Linked DNA regions of Mus musculus: region 2 is linked to region 1. Evidence: chromatin contacts called from public Hi-C data. All regions are on one chromosome and are shown on one strand. The core of a region is the stretch at or near the end of the contact, and the rest is flanking DNA. Distances in the headings are between cores, read along the strand shown.

What was found. Hi-C and Micro-C count contacts between places; a contact is called where the count stands out from the background.
Region 2: a contact with region 1 is called in a Hi-C map of bone marrow-derived macrophages, with 23 read pairs. The contact joins two enhancer-like sites. A contact is called at or near these places in 3 of 39 promoter capture datasets (cranial neural crest, liver and stem cell-derived epiblast-like cells), 1 of 15 datasets of contacts at CTCF or cohesin (pro-B cells), 3 of 484 Hi-C or Micro-C datasets (Th1 cells, bone marrow-derived macrophages and macrophages) and 3 of 115 datasets of contacts at active chromatin or transcription factors (CD8 T cells, embryonic stem cells and regulatory T cells).

The regions. Positions count from the first base shown.
Region 1 is chr1:60,625,889-60,629,740 of GRCm38.p6, forward strand. No RefSeq gene overlaps it. Among named protein-coding and RNA genes, the nearest start is that of Gm38388, 28 kb to the left of the region's middle. Within about 2 kb of position 1,788, at least 101 of the 459 cell types and tissues checked have an H3K27ac peak or open chromatin away from gene starts, as enhancers often do. A contact at or near this core is called in CD8 T cells, Th1 cells, bone marrow-derived macrophages and 2 more, where this site is marked.
Region 2 is chr1:60,938,644-60,942,420 of GRCm38.p6, forward strand. The region is part of intron 9 of Gm34649 (a long non-coding RNA gene); the gene reads left to right. Among named protein-coding and RNA genes, the nearest start is that of Gm34649, 19 kb to the left of the region's middle. Within about 2 kb of position 2,143, at least 60 of the 459 cell types and tissues checked have an H3K27ac peak or open chromatin away from gene starts, as enhancers often do. A contact at or near this core is called in CD8 T cells, Th1 cells, bone marrow-derived macrophages and 2 more, where this site is marked.

The DNA of each region.
Region 1 (3,852 bases), core at 538-3,037:
ATGGAGACCAATGCGCTATACTTACTGCTGAGAAGGCTTAGTACAGACAGAACCAGAACAGGCTTCCTCATGCACACAAAGACCTGAGGGAAGAAAGGTGACTGAATGAAAGCAAGGACTGGGAGGAAATATTTTAAAGGAAGACACATACATACAAACAAGGGAGAAAGCAGCAGCGTGGAGAAGAGGGGGGGGGGGTGGGCGCGGTGTGCTTCCTCTCCCTTCCCACCTTTGCTCATCTAGTTTTCTCCTTTGTAATGCCCTCCCCACTCAGAATGAGATCTTCCGGTTACACTTACCAGTCCAGAGCCTGCTCGCCATATGGAGCGTTCTTACCCATCTGTCCCTGACCCATTTGTGGTGTGTTATATTGATCTGACGTTTTGAATACCCCGCTCCCCACCGCCTCTCTCTGGCTGGTTGTCTCATATGGCTGCGCACTTTGTGCTCACTTCAAGAGCTCCTGGCCAGGGCATCTTGTGATGCTGAAAGCCGAGCCACGTTCTCTCTACGCTAACAGCCCGTGGGAAAGGGCTGCCTTTGCAGACTCTCATAAAACACTAAGTGGACTAACATGGTTCTGTTGTACCTTAAGTGCTACCTGGATCCACCTTCTCTTCCCATTGAGCTTGTATGCCCACTGAGATACAAAATAGGGGGGCGCCTTTTCTCAGGAGGTGAAGCACAGAGGTTGACTGCAAAGGGGAGAGAAGAAGAAGGCCTATTTTTTGGGGGGCGGGGGGGAGTGCATGCAAAAGGTTGGAAAATACAGTTACAGACACTGCCTTCCTTTCTGCATTCCCATGGCAGGCTGATTCCCCATGCCAAATCTGCCTGCTAATCTCCAAGTTCTCTCCCCAGGTTCTGCCTAGAGAGGATGGCCTCCTCATAGGTTGAGTGAAGGGACTGTGGGCAGCCTGAGCATGAAGGGACTGGCTTTGTCAGGCCTTTGCCTTCTCCTCAATTTCCCTTGCCTTGCTAAAAAACCATTAGATTCCATTCCTAAAGTTATCCCCCAAGGTCTACTCTCTTATTCGGTCAGCTCCTTCTGAGGCTGACTACCAAGCTGAAGTTATCAAAAGCCCTCTTTGGCTCACCTAATTAACATGCCCAATTAAAATTAAACACCTTCTGCTAATACAGGGTTTCCCTTTATAAACCACAATTTTCCTATGTGCCGTGTCTGACTCTTCTCTGTCCAGAGGCAGTCCTTGTTGTCCATCCCCCCTCCCTGAAAAAACACTCCTCCCCCCTCCCTTGCCCCTTTTCTCCCCTTTCCCTTGCTCCCCTCTTCTTCTTCCTCTATCTCCTGGTCTTTGTCCCTAACCCTGCCCTCTGTGTCTCTGGGGCAAATGACTCTCCTTTGTGCTGAGAATTTGGGGATCTTGAGATACTTTTCCTTTCACTGAAGAGCTGAGGATTTTGTCAGCTTTGTTTCCAGGGTTTGGGTCCTGCTGGTTGCCAGGGCTGGGAGAGAGAGCTGAGGGATTAGGACTCACAAAAGAGAAGCAACCTGGGATTTCACTGGATCTTGTTGAAGGCAAATCCCAAGGAAGCCTTTTGTCACCCTAAACATCATGCCTGCTCATTTTTCAGCACAATGCTGTCCTTGAGCATAGCTCTATCTTCTATACGCAACTGTGGTGGCCTCACATGATAGTCCTGTGACAGCATCGGCTGGCCTGCCTGACTCCTTGCATGTCATTTTCTCTGACTTCAGAGTCAGTGTAAATTGTGTACATCGCTTAAGAAGAAATCCTGGGCTGTGTCACTGCTTCCTTCCCCAAACTTCCCCTCTCTCAAACCCCAAACCCCAAATACCATCAGCTCATCACTTCTGAGGAAGCTGCAGAGGAGCCGAGCCTTCTGAGAACTTAACTGCAGCCTAAGGCTAGTTGCAGAAAGAGAAAAAAATATATGTGTAAACAAAAAAACCCTCCAAAGCACAGAACTTTACGAATTCCTTTTGTTTGTTTGTTTGTTCTTAGGGGTAAGAAGACTGGATCCATTTGCCATAGTTAAGATCTGCCATCTGGGTTGAGCTTCCGATGGTTACAGGAAACACAGCGCGGCTGATAGAATGTCCTAAGGAACAGCTGAGCACGCTCCCTGCTTGACATGAGCACAGACCTCATTAGCTAATGCCTTTCACATCTGGGCAGAAGCAACACAAATGAATTCACAGTGTGATGTGGTTTAAACAGATGGGTTTTTTTTCTTTTCTTTCTTTCTTTCCTTTTTTTTTTTTTTCCTAAACTGCTAGCAAAACAGAGCAGGAGGCCCCGTGGCCTCAAACAGTCCCATTTGTTGGTCTTTTTGAATGGGCAGATAGCTGTAAACAACAAAGAGAAAGGCCTTTTGAAGTAGATGCTGCAAATACTACCTCACAGTTTATTTATCAGCAACACCGCAGAACGAATGTCAGGCTTGTGGCATAAAAAGGCAAAGTGTTCTTTTACTCAAGTAGATTTCTGGGACCAGGACCTTGAACTGTGCACTATATTGAGTTAGTTTATCTACGAAACAGGGGTCACTGTGAGGACTGAGTGAGAGGATCCATGTAAAATGCCCCCCCCACACCCCTCATCCCCCCTGTTGTTTTGTTTTGTTTTGAGATAGGAGTTCAATACGTTTTCCAGTCTGGGTTCCAACTCAAAATCCTGCCTCTGCCTTCCAAGTGCTGGCATTACAGGCCTGCACCACCAGGGCCAGCAGCAAAGCAGGTGTTTAAGGTGGTGTCTTCAATGTAGAGTCCAGTGAGTGTTTGCTGTCACTCTGTTTTCTCTCAATGGTTAGTTCCTGGATTGTAGTGCCAGCTGGCCTGTCTTTGGATCCTGGCTTTACACCTGCTGTCTGTCCAACTCCTAGGAAGTTACTTAACCTCCCATTCTTCCATCTCCTCAAGTGTTATCTGCCAACTACATACCTACTACCTGGTTCTTGTGAGAAAGAAAGGAGGCTGGGCCTTTAAAACACTACCAGACACACACTAAGCCCTTATTAAGTGCTTGTTTGTTTGTTTGTTTGGAAAGTGGAAAGTATTTAAATTCTTTTCATTGTAAATTAGGCCTTTGCTGCTAGATAGCTCAACTGACCTCTCCCATTCTTTACACTAACCATTAGCATTCTCAGACTACACACCTGACCCTTTCTTTTGAGGTATGAGTTGCTTTAGGAGGTTGGGGAAGAGATGATTCAGTGTGTAGGAAGGCTTGCTGTGCAAGGAGGAGAACCCGCTTTTGAATTCCTACCACCCATGTAGGGTCACAGAGGCCAAGAACTCTGGCTCTGTGATAGGTGGATGCAGCAGGATTGGTAAGGGTTGGTAGACACCAGCTTAGCTCCTGGTCCAGTGAGACATTCTGTCTCAGGGAAACAAAGACAAATAATGGCAGGGCAAGACACCCATCATCCTATTCTGGCCTCTACACTCACACATGGGCTCACAAACTTGTTTACATATACGTTGTAAATGTATACCATATACACCACGCATGCACACACACACATGTACAAGAGATATGAGTTGTTACAAAAGTCTCAATTTCCCAAGCTTATGGTGTATTGTCCCCTCTCTTCTGGGATATGTGGTCAGTGGTTCTTAAATGACAGAACCAGAAAGCTTAACCTGCAGAAGTGTCCCTCTAGCTCCTGTCTGTCAATTCAGTTTAGACATGAGTACTCAGGGATGGCCTCAAGGACCTTTGGAGCCTGGTAAATGTCAGTGCCTCAGTTTACCCTAATGAGTTCTTGACGAGAATCCAGAGCCTCAGGGAGGGTCTCAGACTGCACAGAGCAAAATTCTAGTCTATTTTCCAGTTAGCCTAGCCACTGGAAAAATTCCACATCTCA
Region 2 (3,777 bases), core at 893-3,392, 310 kb after region 1:
TTGATGAACACATGTGTATTGACTCAGGAGTGTCTAGAAGACACGAGAAGTTCAGTATTTTCTTCACTACGACTTGAAAGGAAGCATTGTGTGAATCTGTAATGACTTGACTCCCAGTGTTATGGACCAGAGAAGCATTGCTATCACTAATAGCAGGTCGGAAATGCAGAGTCCCAGGCCTTAGCTCAAACCTAGTGCATTTCGCACTGAAAAGCATGATGAAAAGGAAATAATGGTAGCTCATAGTACAACCTGAGAACTTGCTGTGGCTGGCACTGGGTGGTGCCTAGAAGATAGGAATGGCAGACCTGGCTCTTCCATTTTTGTCTCCGTGTCCCTTCTTTTAGGCCTCACCTTCTTTGTCTTTAAAACGAGAAGGTTAACATCTGACTTTGGCTTGGGGTTGCAGTGAGAGTCGATTGAGAACACTCACCAGAAAATGCATTATAAAGGCCACACACTTTCCAAACACGGAGAGATAAAAATTATAGTTACTCACATCTACTAAAAATGGAATCGGGCTTTTTTTGACTTGTGAAATGAGTCACAGAGTCATTCTAAGACAATTGTGAAGAGATATGTGACAGACAAGAGACCAGCATAGAATGTTGATTGTAAAAATTGTCTCTTAAAGGCACTATGGAGGGAACTAGCAGTGATTTCTAAGCTGAGTTATTCATTAATGCAGGGACAGCACAACAGATCAGTTGCATCAGGACCCCACATACTGCCTGAGAAGAGCTTTCCATACTCTAAGTGCATCCATGCTTGGGCACGATGGGCAAAGCACTAGACAAGAGCAAGTTGCTGTGTGCATGGAGCATTTCTTGCCTCTGTGGTCTTTGAAATAAAACCAGGATGAGAAATTTACTTTGCTTTCTTCTCCCATGTTTCAAGAATTTCCCACAGAGGCATTCCATTTAGAATTTCAACTTGGTGAACTTTAGAGGAGCCAGTGATCTCATCTTATTGCACTGTGAACTCAAAACATGGAGAAGTTTTGGAGTCTGTTAAAGTGGTGTGGCACAGTACTGTCACAGCTCGTTGAACTTTATAGACAGGATGTAGTTGAAGAGGGATGTGGGGATCCATGTTGTAAACACTGGGATAGAAGGAAACTTTAGAAAACCCTACAGATACTGAAGGCTGGGATTCAGGAAATCCTGGGAACTTGAAGATCCTGCAGGAACAACCTGAATGGGCAGGTGCATTCTTTGGAGTCAAGTAACCCTAAAGTTCTGCATCATCAAGGACATGGATGGACCATAGGCATGATCAGGGCACCCAACTTAGCTGAGGATACAACTGTCTTCTGTTATAGCATTCTTGAGTCATGTGGTCAAAGGTCTCTATCTTTGGAGAGGAAGTGAGTTCCTTAAGATGAGAATGGTCTGGTAAGAAGGGGCACCAGAGTATAACTTATATGGGTGACATGTTATCTAAAACACTCTGGGATAAGGGAATGCCTTAGTGGTCGAGAGCATGTACTGTTCTTGTAGAAGACCCATGTTCAGAAACCTAGATCTGATGACTCACAACCACCCACAACTCCAGCTACAAGGGGTCTAACACCCTCTTCTGACCTCTAGTGGCATCCACACTTACACATGCACATAATTTTAAAACAAAAATAGCAAATCTAAAATACTGGATACCATGATGCATGAGATCTGGAGTCACGAACTGTGTGGTGGGCCATCTCTGTCTCACTTACCCCGGGTCTCAGCTTATTCCTTTTCTTTTTGCTCATCTTGACTTAACCCTTTAAATGCCTGGGTGACCTTATCTTTGTCGCCTAGAGCGGCTCATCCTGTTGGCAGAGGTCCCCATCCCTTCTCATCTCTTAGCTTTGCTTGACAAACACCAGTTACTCCATCTTGTCCTTTTCAGAACTGGCATTGGCTTAAGACACAGAGTGTATTGTATGCCACCTGTCCAGAGAGATGTGACCTGTGCTCTCCTGCTCAGGAGTTATTAACTAGGGCTCTCCAGTGTCTCTTTTCTAATGGGAATCCCTCCAACCTGTTAAGACAAACCAACAGGGTTTGGAAAACTTCCTTCAGTGGGAGGGGTAACAAACATACTTATTGGAAAAGTGAAAAGAAAGCTTGTGTTTGAGCTCCTCTGCAGATTGTGTTTGGAAAGGGGAAATGAGAGAGAAGCAAGCATGGGGTTTTTCCCCTTTGGTATTGCTCCCTTGCTTTATCTCCCTGTTCCAACTCCTTTGCTTCCAATTTCTCTACCTCTTGCTACAGTTCTAAGAGTGGTCAGGAAACAAGGTACCATTTCTACACACCCGGACATGGGTGATTCTCTCTCTCTGCTGTGGCACAAGGCAAAGAGCTGCTTTCTTGGGTAGGAGGGGCTGGGTGAGGGCACACATCCCCTTTGGAAGATTTCCAGGATCTTAATTAGAAAAAGAAGATTTTCAGCCTAGAAGGTAGTAACCAGATTTGATCTTCAAATGATGGCAATTAACTGACTTTTCTTTAGTTTTTTCAAAACAGGATATTGCTGGTCAGGTGTGCAGCTCTTGTGGTATCGCTAGGTGTTCTCCCTAATGCACTGAGGGCATGAGCTATAGGCTCACACTCAAGCAATAGCTGAGTCTTCTTGCCTCTGATTGGGTTTCCTATGCTATGTGGTCCATATGATGGCCTGAAAACTAATGTAGCCTCAGCAATGGACTGCAGATAGAGAATTTGCTACCACTAAACAAATCCCAGAGAAAATTGTACTCAGATCCACAAATGGTACCTTCTGACTTATGGAGCTTCTCTTGAGTTTTGAAATTCAGTTCCTCTTCTCTCTTTCACTTCCCACTACAAAGTGCTGACTTAGCTTCAAAATTTCTTTTTGGTGATCTTTTTACCCTACTTGGAACTTCTATAGAGATTTTTCTTTTTTTTCCCCCTTCCTGTTATTTTCATTTTTGAGCATTTATGGGGTATTTGATGTGAATGCCAATGGGCCCAGACCATAGGTTTAATCTTCATTGTGGGGCTCTTTAAGATTGCCAGCAGAGAATTCTGTGGTTTGTAAAATTCCAGTTGGTAAGAAAGTTTCTTCCCCTACTTTGTTTCTATTGTGGCCTTTTCCTCTCCTCAATCTTCTGTGTTTGTGAATATTAAGGGTATGGAAGTAGCTTATTACTGCCAAACCCTGTGGCCCCTGCTTTCTAGAAAAACCACAGAACTGTAGTGCCATTCTCAATAGCCTCTCTCCCTTTGCAGAATCTCCCCCCCCCCCCTTGACATGAAAGTCTCTGAGCCTGTATGTTACCTTTTAACTTTTCTCTATTTCACTTGTAAATGTCAAGATCTACGGTTTGAGTTTCACGGTAAAGGAGGCGACCATCGCTGGCTCTCATGTATCTGCCTTCTTCTTCAGCTTAAAGAACAGGTTCAGCAAGGAGGCCTGTCCCTTCTCCTGCTCTACCCTCATCTCCACCAGCACCTTGGCCATTAGCATTTGTCAAGGATAGATTCATTGGTGTTTGTGTGGGTCACGTGAATCTGTCTTTTGTTGGCTTAGATCCAGAAGTCTATTGATGAAAGACCTTGGTAGCTAATTTTATCTGTTCACTGGTCCACACGATGCCCAGATACTTGATAATGCCACCAATTATTTCCTCATCCTCAGGCTAATCTCAATCTAAACTAGAAGCATATAGCGACTCCCCTGGGGCTCTGTTGGCTATCAGCAGACCTTTAGACTTTGCCAGCCTCTATAGTTGCACGAGCCAATTTTTCTTTCTTTAGATGCCCCAACTCTTTT